2 separate regions of the Zea mays genome follow, and region 1 is linked to region 2. Evidence: chromatin contacts called from public Hi-C data. All regions are on one chromosome and are shown on one strand. Each heading gives the region's core, a stretch centred on a gene start, on an enhancer-like site or on the middle of the called end of the contact. The rest is flanking DNA. Distances are from core to core; before and after follow the strand shown. Region 1 holds the start of LOC100217254. Region 2 holds the start of LOC103639339 (ERAD-associated E3 ubiquitin-protein ligase component HRD3).

Evidence for each region. Hi-C and Micro-C count contacts between places; a contact is called where the count stands out from the background.
Region 1: a Hi-C map of leaf shows a contact between it and region 2, with 2.4 times the contacts expected there. The contact joins the promoter of LOC100217254 here to the promoter of LOC103639339 in region 2. A contact is called at or near these places in 5 of 25 Hi-C or Micro-C datasets (bundle sheath, ear, endosperm and 2 more).

The regions. Positions count from the first base shown.
Region 1 is chr9:147,846,970-147,853,270 of Zm-B73-REFERENCE-NAM-5.0, forward strand. It overlaps LOC100217254, which reads left to right and starts at 2,801. Exons shown (of 24, transcript NM_001362447.1): 1 at 2,801-2,956; 2 at 3,876-3,994; 3 at 4,423-4,502; 4 at 4,956-5,090. The coding sequence starts at 4,467.
Region 2 is chr9:147,591,944-147,597,502 of Zm-B73-REFERENCE-NAM-5.0, forward strand. It overlaps LOC103639339 (ERAD-associated E3 ubiquitin-protein ligase component HRD3), which reads right to left and starts at 1,403. Exons shown (of 7, transcript XM_008662101.3): 1 at 739-1,403. The coding sequence starts at 1,320.

The DNA of each region.
Region 1 (6,301 bases), core at 1,551-4,050, 260 kb after region 2:
AAGTAGATATTATAAAGGAAAATGGTCACCTTCTCAATAACTGCAGACATATAACGTCGTAGCACTTGCTTTTCAGTAGTTCCAATCAGTGGCTTCCTCGTCTTAGGCTATTAGCTTCCAAATATAGAATACACCTTTCGACTACATAGCTCAGGTGCATATTATCAGTTAGATGGTGTGCCAGACTGGTTTACCTGAGTAGATAACATGGAGAACATAAGAAAATCTATCCTTGCTTCCACATGGTTCAGGTAGTATGGAATATCAGATTGTTGCATATATCCCGCCCTCCACATGGTTCGGATGTAATATTATGATGAATGGATGGATGTATTGGTATTGTGCCAAGTGCTAACCTTGGGGGCGAGCTTGTCGACCTCGGCGATGAAGGCAGCCCCTCCCGGACCTCGTGCACCACATCCTCCTCCTGCACCTCTCTGAAATCGAGCTCTGTGTCGTAGTCTAGTTTCTAGAGCTAGGGTTTCACGCCAGGGAGGGCCTCCCAAGCCCGTCGCTAGATCTGGGCTCCTCCGGGGGCGCTAGTGGCAAGGAAGGGGCAGACGCGGTAGGCAACGACGAGCGGCAAGGTGGGGGAGGCGACAGGTCGGAGGTGACGCCGAGGTGCTGGAGCACGCGGCAGCGACGCTCGTCGACGAAGGTGCGCTCGGAGATCCACACGTCGTACGTGGGGGGCAGCGAGTGGTGCCGATGGAGGTGGTGGCGGCGCTTGCTGCTGCGGCGGCGGTGCTCGGCGTCTCATCAGAGGCAAAGGAGCAGGAGGATGATCGGCGAGGCCGACCGAGATGGGTCGTAAAAGTCAGAGGTTTGGGACTTACGGGTAGGTTCCGACGCGAGCGGCGTCGAGAAGGCGGAGCGGAAGGCTACCGGAGCGAGAGCTGCGGAGGGAGCCATCAGGGCGACGGGGAGAGGGAGGTGAGGCCACCGCCACCCCCCCGGAGACGAGGGAGAGGGTAGAAAGGAACGGGAAACAGACTTGATTTGAAGAAAAAGAGGACAAGTGGCTGATTTGACAGATACTACCAGGCAGCGGTGGACGTGCGGACAGGTTGCGGTTGGGCGCGTGGCGGAGCTGCCGGAGGAGCCGCGGCAGGCGCGGATGGGGAAGGAGGTGCGGGCGCGGCAACAGGTAACGGCGCCTGCACGGGGAGGGAGAGAGCGCGGTGGGTGTCGGCGCGGCGAGGAAGAGGATGAGGTGGTGGCGCAGGTACGAAGAGGATGAGCGGGTGTGCTCGCATCGTGGAAGAAGGGAGGGGATCGGAGGCGGAGCCGACCGTGGAGGAGGAGGCCTGCGCAGCCGTTGCGAACGCGTCGACCGAGCTGGGAAAGGAAGACCGGACGCAACACTGCAATTTGGTTGATTTGAAGTAAAATTTCTGGTCCGTGGTGTGCGGCCACGCGTTGGCTCGCGCGCGGCCGAGAGCGCGTGAAACGCGGGGAGAGACTGAAACCGGAGCGTCTCCGGAGGAGCCGCGGCGGGTGCGGATGGGGAAGGAGGTGCGGGCGCGACAACAGGGTAGCGGCGCTTGCACGGGGAGGGAGAGAGCGCGGTGGGTGTCGGCGCGGCGAGGAAGAGGATGAGGTGGTGGCGCAGGTACGAAGAGGATGAGCGGGTGTGCTCGCATCGTGGAAGAAGGGAGGGGATCGGAGGCGGAGCCGACCGCGGAGGAGGAGGCCTGCGCAGCCGTGGCGAACGCGTCGACCGAGCTGGGAAAGGAAGACCGGACGCAACGCTGCAATTTGGTTGATTTGAAGTAAAATTTCGGGTCCGTGGTGTGCGGCCACGAGTTGGCTCGCGCGCGGCCGAGAGCGCGTGAAACGCGGGGAGAGACTGAAACCGGAACGTCTTTTAACTAAGGTAGTGTTTGGTTGAGGAGCCAAATAGAACGGAGTCGCTCTATTCCTGATTTTAGGAATGGAGCCGCTCTGTTCTGTGTTTGGTAAGCTGGAACGGAGTGACTCTGTTTTTTGTTTGGTTGCAGAGTGAACTGGAACAGAGTGGCTCTGTTTTTTGTTTGGTTGCAGAGAGAGGCGCGCGAGCTGCTGCGCACGGATGAGAGGGCGAGCTGTGCGAGCGGGCTGGGAACGGAGCGGCTCCGTCCCATTGATTTTTTGGAGTTTGATGGTTCCGGATTTGAGGAGAATATTTCCTAATTGGAGCCACTCCATTCTAGTTACTTTATAACCAAACAACAACAAATCTGGGACAGAACGGCTCCGTTCTACTTGGCTCTTCAACCAAACACTACCTAAAGGTAATAGGATACTCCTAGTACTATAGTGTATACGAGGGTATTTGGTTTCACCATACTAAAATTTAGTATCTGTCACATCAAATATTTAAATGTACAATGCCATATTAGCTAGCGGGTGGGAAAAGTGTGGCATTAGAACTCAAGACCAAGAATAGGTGGGGTCACGCAAGTAGTACATGGTTGCATGCCCATCCCCCACGGCATTCTACGTGCTTCCCACTCCGACCGCACAGAAATGTCACCCCGGGTGAGAGCCCCTGATCTGCCGCCACGTGCCTAGCATCGAGATCCTACGGACCCAGTCGCTTGACCCGGTCCGCGCGCCCGCTCTAGCTCGTGGCGCAACGAACGTGGAGAACGCCACGTGAATCGGACCGTTTCTCTGACACGTCGGGCCCGGAGGCCGCGGTCCCAGGATGCAGTGAGGCGGGTGGTTAGGCTACGTATTTCCCTGGGATCGTCGGGGCCACGGAATTTCCCGGAGAAAGTGCGGGCGTGAGGGACGAGCGGACGAGCCTCAGCGGCGAGAGAAAATAGAACGGGGAGACCGGAGCGGCGGCGGGGGAGGAGGAGACGGAAGGAGGGGATCGAGAGGGGCGCGCGCGAACAGAAGAGAGAAAGAGGAGGTGGCAGGTTTGGTTCCGCGCGCGCCGACGTGAGATTCCGGGCCCCCGTGCCAGCAGGTGAGCCGCATTGCCGCCTCCGCTCTTCGCTCGGTGCGCGTTACGCTTGCGCAGGGTGGTGTGAGGAATCCTTGGTAGGTTGGGAACTTGGGATCGAGGCGCAAATGAGGCAATGTGGTTGCCGGGCGCTCGTCTGGCTTCAGGATGCTGTGAAGGCTGCATTCGTTTTGGGTGACACCCACTTGTGCATCGGAGGACCCTTCTCCGCCGTGTTGCTGTTGAATGCGGGAGGGGGGGGGGGGGGGGGGGTGTCCCATTGCGTGTTTCATTGAGGCATTAGATCAATTGATGTAGGGTGCCAGTTCATGCAGATCGTTGCGGGTGTGGCTTTTGATCCAGGAGATTTTGTTAGCTGTCAGAAACGACAAGATTTTCAAAACAATTCTGGGTTCGTGTCATGTGCAGTGTAAACTTGTTCACTCGTCTATATTTTTGTGCAAAATTTATTGGTGATATCGTGTTCCCAACCTATTGAAGATTGTTAAGTAGAGGTTGGGTCATTTAAGAAAGGTGCTTTGATGCCGTGCAGCTTGAACTCTCTTCTCAGAAGCACAATATTTTGGCTGAATCGTAGTCAGAGGCGAGACGTAGCAAAGCTTATAAGTGGAACGCTGCTTCAAAGTTATGCGGTTTTATTTTTTTTAAGAAAGAGGGAATATACACAATTATGCAGTTACTTCTGTGTTAAGAATCATTTACAAAGTTAATGTTTTAGCACCCAAACTACTACCGAAACCAAGTTCAATTATTTGCAGGCTTCATGATGTTGGGACTCCAACTCCTATCAGCCTATCATTTCTAGTATAGTTTTTGTTCTTTAAAAAGTATATACTGTTACATTGAACAAGACCACAAGAATTTCCATAGTTTTATTAATTTCGCTCTCTTTGTGACTATGTTGTGCTATATGGTACTCCAGGTTCAAATAATGGATTAAAAACTTAAGCTGACACTTATGGCGGATGCTCAATTCAACCCAGTGAATCCGAAGCTGACCCATGAAGAACTAAAATAAGCTTTATGCTTCAGTGTCTTCTGGTAACCTCCCTATTCCTGTGAAAAATTAGATTGGAATTCAGAAGATCACATCAGAGTTGCTCTTGCTTAGCTATAATTTGTATGGTACTACAAATTCATAGGATTGGTAGGTCCGCAATTGGGCTAACTGGTAGTTCATGCACACATTTTCAGTCACTGCATGATCATGGCTTAGCCAAAGTTTTGTTTAAAAAATTCTCATCGTGAACATGAGGATTGGAGTTTTTTGCATGAGGAGGATTACTTGAAGAATTTGTAAAGCTAGATCAGATTTAAAAGAACCCATCCATATTACCAGGTTCCAACAGGAAACCACTGAAACATGATTTCCTGTTGGAACCTGGTAGTTTCTTTCTTTTCTATTATTCCTGCACAGAATAAATCTAATGAAATGATAGTTATTAACACTGTACTTATTGGTGGGACAGAAATCATCCTGAGGTATTGATAAGTCAGCAACCTAGAGCAGAAAATGTCAGCTCCGGAATTCAGGACTTCTTACCAGCAAGTAAGGAGGGGGCATATGTTTCACTTACATTCTTAATTCACCTATATTTTCCATGTCCTGATCCTGTTTGTGAATTTATGAGTAGTTTTTATTGGACTTTACCATGTAATGTTAGTGAAGTTCAGTTGATTCTGAGTCTCACTTAGATGTTACTGGATTAATGTAATGTTCCAATACCAAGCAAGTTGATAGAGCTCAGTTTGGTTGATCAATGGGTAAAGTGGCTGTTATTTTATTCATATAGTCAATTGTTCTGCTGGAATGGTACCATTGTTCTCTCTGATTTGCTCTTGAGATTGTTTTTGCTAACAGTATATACACATAATTGTTCATGTAAAAGGATGCGCTTTTCTTCTTTTTAATTAAACTGAAGTTCCAAGAGGTATTGCATCTTTGGATTGTTGCATTTTTCTGAGTATTAATTTAACCTGCTTTGTTTCATGTTCTTGACAGGTATCATCATCACAGCCCCCTGAGAATGTCGGTCAACTCAAGGTCTGCCGATGTGGGTCGGGAGACTCTAACTTTCAGATCACTAATAAATCTGATGCTGGTGAAAATTCACCGACAACTTGTCCAAGCTGTCAGGTCCGTTGGATTCTCTTGCAGTTAAAAAATGTGTTTTCACGAAGCTATGCTTGGTTGTGCATAAAAACAAAGATGCATAGGGCATTCTCCCAATGGCCTTTCAATGTTCTGTTACTAGAAGATACCTCATGCGCTCTTGATGTGGATCTAAGAAGCCATGATCGTGGAACGTCTGGATCTAGGAACAGGAACACAGAACGTGGAACATTATTTTTAGAACCATGGCACGAAGGGGGTATACCTCGTCATATTGTTTTTTCGTCCAGTGGAATTTGAACCATGACATTTTGGAACGATAATGCAGAATGATAATACTGGAAGGAGGAACGAGTTCCAGAGCATTCTGGGTTGACGCAGCTGGAACGGAACTGAAATAACAAGTTCACACTCCCTAGCCTAGGGTCAGAGCTGACATTTTAGAGACTTGGGGTGGACTCAAAGATCAGGACCTCTTCTATATAAGTATAATTTTACTTAATATACACACATTTTTTATCAGCAGAAACTAACATGATATTAAAAACACATATTTTTTTTCTTGAACGCGCAGGAGAGCTGCGAATCATTATATTAAGAAGATAAAAGTTCCAAAATGGACCGAGACAGGTACAAAACAAGGCACCTTACTGTGGCCAAAAACGAAAATATAAAAAACAGTCCAAAGCTAGCGAGCTGACAACAGAACACCTACAACCCTGGGATAGGGGCCGTTAGGAGATACAAATTGTTGGCCTCAGTCAGCACCCACAAATCCCTCTCCTCTGCTTTTTTTTCTTCGAAAAAACGCAGGAGGACTGCGTTTTAGATATATATTAAGAAGAGAGAGACAAGGGTCTAAGAGACCCAAAAAACAACAACGCACTCCCTATGGAGGCCAGTAACACTCGTACATGAAAGGATCCATAAAAACACCCACCCACACACACTCCCTACAGCACCCAATTCAGGGGGCAGCCAAGAAAGAGAGCCCTTTTGCTCCAGCAATTTCCCAGCCTCTTCTTTCCTCATCTGCATGCTCCATAATCAGAGGAAGGTTGGGAGACCCTCCATAAAAAATGACTCTATTACGATGCTTCCAAATCATCCACGATCCTAAAATGATGAGGGAGTCAAGACCTTCCCTGACCAGACCATTTGCTGTCTTTGATACCATTTCCCACTAATCCATAAAAGAAACTGCATCTGGCTGTGGGGCTAAACTATGCAGCCCG
Region 2 (5,559 bases), core at 153-2,652:
AACAGTGCATCCGACATCCAATGTCTGGAACTCTGGATGCAAGATAAAAAAAAGTAAACATGGTTAAAGCAGGATGCTCACTGGTATTCAAGAAAAAAATCATCATGGTTAGTACTGATAAATTTTGTCAATTCGATTGCTGCATCTTAAATTAGCTCCAACTTGTAAGATGGCTTTGTGTCATGGAAAGCATCAGTTCTAGTGAAAAATTTGTAGACCTAACATTACATATAACCCTACAATGATGAAGAGAGAATTTGATTCTATATTGTGTAATGTTTGTGCATAATTTTTTTTAAAAAATGTTGTGGTAAAAATAAGAACCATACTATAAATTACAAGACACAGGCCTTGCAATTTCTACCAGCAAATAATATCAAAGCCTACACACAATTTCAGCAAGTGGACTACCAATTGATTAACTGAAACAACTTGCAATTCTGATGCGTGCTCACCCCAGGGAACTAACCTTTCGCAATTTAATCTACCCCAAGAACGAAAGCTAACATCTGAACCGAAAACCTCCTCAATTTGCAAGCGCGCCAACGAACTCAAGCATTCAACCCCCAATTAGGCCTAGTTTGGGTACTCTAGTAGTGAGAGGGATTGAAGTGGATTAAGATGTATTGTGTGAGTTTTTGATCTGTTGGGATTTATACACTCTTCAATCCCTCCAAACCACTTAAATACTAGAGTACCCAAACTAGACCTTAGAGTAAACGGTATTGACCACCACACCTCCTGGCGGAAGTAGGAGTACGCGAGGGCCATCTTTGACTGGAGATCTCCTGCGTCGGCGGCGAACTTGTGCAGCAGGAACGCGAGCGACCGGGATGCCGGACGCGTCATCCCGGCGCCGGTAAGGAACGCGAGCGCAGACTGCGCGCCCGGGTGCCCCGCCTCTGCCGAGGCCTCGATCTGCGCGGCAGCCGTGGTGAACGCCGCGTCGTCTCCATCAGACGCTGCGGATAGCATCGCGCGGGTGCCCGCGACGAAGAGCGCGTCGGCCGGCGAGTCCGTCTCATCGCCAGAGGGGAGAGAGATGGTTGGGTCGAGGAGGGGGGCCCAGGAGGACGGAGAGAGTAGCGGGTCGGCGGCCGGTGAATCGTCGGCGAAGTCGTCCCACCCATCGTCGTCGTCGGAGTCGGCAGAGGGAAGGGACGGGTGCGCGGCCGGATCCTTGAGGAAGTCCTCACCGGAGAGAACCAAAACAAATGGGCGCACTGCGGCAGCTGGGCGAAGGAGAGAAGCGGCCACGGCTAAGGTGACGACGGCGAGGAGGAGATGGCGGTGGAAGATGCGAGCCATCGGGGAAGGCATGCCTAACGCTATCCGCAGCGATTCCCTCTAAATTTCTCCACCTATATCATTTTTCTGAGTCACATCATCAATAGTGTATCCCCTACTTTTTCATCTCCCGTAGTGGTTTCCCCTAAATACTCCCCCTATACCCCACTACAATATAAAATATCATTTTCTATACCTACTTTTCATCTACTATCAATTTTTCTTCTACTATTAATTGAAGACGGGCCCACAGGAACAGTGGTAGGGGAGAGCGTGCGCTGCAGCTGGGGGGAGAGAGAGGAGTACCGCGGCGTGGGGTGTGCGGTAGCATGCGGCGCTGCGGGCTCTAGCGTGCGGCTGTAGCCCCATGCAAGGGGAGCGCGCGGTAGCGTGCGGCGCTGTAGGCAGTCTAAGACAACTCGAGATCCACCCCCGTTGGAGTTTTTTTTATATTTGTCGGAGACCATAATTAGGGGTACCCTCAAGACGCCTAATTCTCAGCTGGTAACCCCCATCAGCATAAAGCTGCAAAGGCCTGATGGGTGCGATTAAGTCAGGGATCAGTCCATTCGAGCGACTCGATCACGCCTCGCCCGAGCCTAGCCTCGGACAAGGGCAGCCGACTCCGAAGGATTTCCGTCTCGCCCGAGGCCCCCCTTCAACGGCGGACACATCTCCGGCTCGCCCGAGGCCCTGCCTTCGTTAAGAAGCAACCCTGACTAGATCGCCGTTAAGAAGCAACCCTGACTAGATCGCCGCATCGACCGACCGAATTGCAGGAGCATTTAACGCAAAGGTGGCCTGACACCTTTATCCTGACGCACGCCCCCCGGCAGAGCCGAAGTGACCGCCGTCACTTCGCCGCTCCACTGACCGGCCTGACAAAAGGACAGCGCCGCCTGCGCCACTCCGGCTGCAGTGCCACTTGACAGAGTAAGACTGACAGGCAGTCAGGCCCTGCCAGAGGCGCCATAGGAAGCTCCGCTCCGCCCGACCCAGGGCTCGGACTCGGGCTAAGTCCCGGAAGACGGCGAACTCCGCTCCGCCCGACCCAGGGCTCGGACTCGGGCTAAGCCCCGGAAGACGGCGAACTCCGCTCCGCCCGACCCAGGGCTCGGACTCGGGCTAAGTCCCGGAAGACGACAAACTCCGCTTCGCCCGACCCCAGGGCTCGGACTCCGCCCTGGCCTCCGCCGAACGACCTCCGCCTCGCCCGACCCAGGGGCTCGGACTCGGCCTCGGCCACGGAAGACAGACTCGACCTCGGCTTCGGAGGAGCCTCCACGTCGCCCAACCTAGGGCGCAAGCCAGCCACGTCAACAGGAAGCGCCATCATCACCCTACCCCGAGCTGACTCGGGCCGCAGAGAACAAGACCGATGTCCCATCTGGCTAGCTCCGCCAGATAGGCAATGATGGCGCCCCGCGAGCTCTGGACGACGGCGACTCTCAGCTCTCTTACGGAAGCAGGAGGACGTCAGCAAGGACTCAACCGCTCCGACAGCTGTCCCTCCGCCAGGCTCCGTTGCTCCTCCGACGGCCACGACATCACACCAGCTGGGTGCCAAGATCTCTCCGGCTGCCACATCGGCATGTACTTAGGGCGCTAGCTCTCCCCCGCTAGACACGTAGCACTCTGCTACACCCCCGTTGTACACCTGGATCCACTCCTTACGACTATAAAAGGAAGGACCAGTGCCCTCTTAGAGAAGGTTGGCCGCGCGGGGACGAGGACAGGACAGGCGCTCTCTTGGGGCCGCTCGCTTCCCTCACCCGCGTGGACGCTTGTAACCCCCTACTGCAAGCGCACCCGACCTGGGCGCGGGACGAACACGAAGGCCGCGGGATTTCCACCTCTCTCACGCCCATCTCCGGCCACCTCGCTTCCCCCCTTCGCGCTCGCCCACGCGCTCGACCCATCTGGGCTGGGGCACGCAGCGACATTCACTCGTCGGCTTAGGGACCCCCGGTCTCGAAACGCCGACAGTTGGCGCGCCAGGTAGGGGCCTGCTGCGTGTTGACGAACAGCTTCCCGTCAAGCTCCAGATGGGCAGTCTCCAGCAACCTCTCCAACCCGGGACGGTGCTCCGTTTCGGGAGTCTTGAGTTCATTTCCTTCGACGGCAGCTACGACATGATACTCCTTCCACCGCCGCGCGACAACGACAATGGCGGCCGACAGCCCGCCCGCCGGCGGCGGGATCGACGACGTCTTCCCCGCGTGGTGGAAGAACAACATTCGAGCTCGCCCCGTCCTCTCCCCCGCCGACGGAGGAGGAGGCGGGGCAACCAAGGCCAAGCGGGAGGCCGCGCCTCGTTGGCTGTCGAGCGAGTCGACGTCCCCAGCGCTCCAACGGGGGGCGCGCCGGGCGTCGACCTCGCGTTTGAGACGAAGGCGAGCGCCATCTCCCTGCGACACGCCAATCCCGAGCAAGTGGACGACGCCAGTGCGCTCGCGGAGAGCTTGCGGGACGTCGCCCTCGTACCTGAGACGGCGGTGCAGTCAGTCCCCGACGTGACTGTGTCGCTGCTCGCCGACCGAAAGGTACCCACCGATTCCCATCCTACATCATTTCGACTCAGCCTCAACCCGCCTAGCGACCTGGCTTTGGCGGGCGCTCTCGTAGAGGCGAGATCAAACCCTCTGGGGTTTCGCATGCGGTCGCCTTGGGACCGGTTGACGGACGTCTCGACCTACGGGTCCTCTGGGTCCGAGGAAGATGACGACCCCAACATCTGTTGGGATTTCTCTGGATTTGGCAACCCCAGTGCCATGCGGGACTTCATGACCGCATGTGACTACTGCCTCTCCAACTGTTCCGACGGTAGCCGCAGCCTCGACGACGAGGACTGCGGCCCAAGCCGCGAATGTTTCCACGTCGAGCTAGGGGATCCCTCCGAAGGCAATCATCTCGGCATGCCGGAGGACGGTGATCTCCCTAGGCCGGTGCCTCGCGCTGACATCCCGCGGGAGCTAGCTGTGGTCCCTGTTCCGGCGTGGGGTCACGACCCACAGCTCGAGCAAGTCCGCGGGGCGCAGGCCAGGCTCGACGAGGGAGCAGGAGCGCTTGAGCTGATCCGCCGGGACGTCGGGCAGGTATGGGCGGGCCAACCCCCGGCCGGAGAAATACGTCACCTGCCCCAGGGTTTCCAGCATCGCGTCGCCAACGACGTCAGGGTCAGGCCGCCACCCGCATCCAGTGGGGTTGGTCAGAACCTGGCTGCAGCAGCGATGCTTCTCCGCGCGATGCCGGAGCCATCAACCACCTAGGGTCGGCGAATCCAGGGAGAGCTCAAGAATCTCCTGGAAGGCGCTGCGGTCCGACGGGCCGAGAGCTCTGCCTCCCTAAGGCAGGGATACCCCTCGGAACCTCATGCCTCGACTTCCCGATTCATGCGGGAAGCCTCGGTCTACACCGGGTGCACGCGCAACACCGCGCCTGCGGCCCCGGGCCACCTCGGCAACGAGCACCATCATCGCGACCGTCGGGCCCACCTCGACGAGAGGGTGCGCCGAGGTTACCACCCCAGGCGTGGGGGACGCTACGACAGCGGGGAGGATCGGAGTCCCTCGCCCGAACCACCCGGTCCGCAGGCCTTCAGCCGGGCCATCCGACGGGCGCCGTTCCCGACCCAGTTCCGACCCCCGACTACTATCACAAAGTACTCAGGGGAAACGAGACCGGAACTGTGGCTCGCGGACTACCGCCTGGCCTGCCAATTGGGTGGAACGGACGACGACAACCTTATCATCCGCAACCTCCCCCTGTTCCTCTCTGACACCGCTCGCGCCTGGTTGGAGCACCTGCCTCCGGGGCAGATCTCCAACTGGGATGACCTGGTCCAAGCCTTCGCCGGCAATTTCCAGGGCACGTACGTGCGCCCCGGGAATTCCTGGGACCTCCGAAGCTGCCGGCAGCAGCCGGGAGAGTCTCTCCGGGACTACATCCGGCGATTCTCGAAGCAGCGCACCGAGCTGCCCAACATCACCGACTCGGATGTCATCGGCGCGTTCCTTGCCGGCACCACCTGCCGCGACCTGGTGAGTAAGTTGGGTCGCAAGACCCCCACCAGGGCGAGCGAGCTGATGGACATCGCCACCAAGTTCGCCTCTGGCCAGGAGGCGGTCGAGGCTATCTTCCGAAAGGACAAGCAGCCCCAGGGCCGCCCATCGGAAGATGCTCCCGAGGCGTCTACTCCGCGCGGCGCCAAGAAGAAAGGCAAGAAGAAGTCGCAAGCGAAACGCGACGCCGCTGACGCGGACCTTGTCGCCG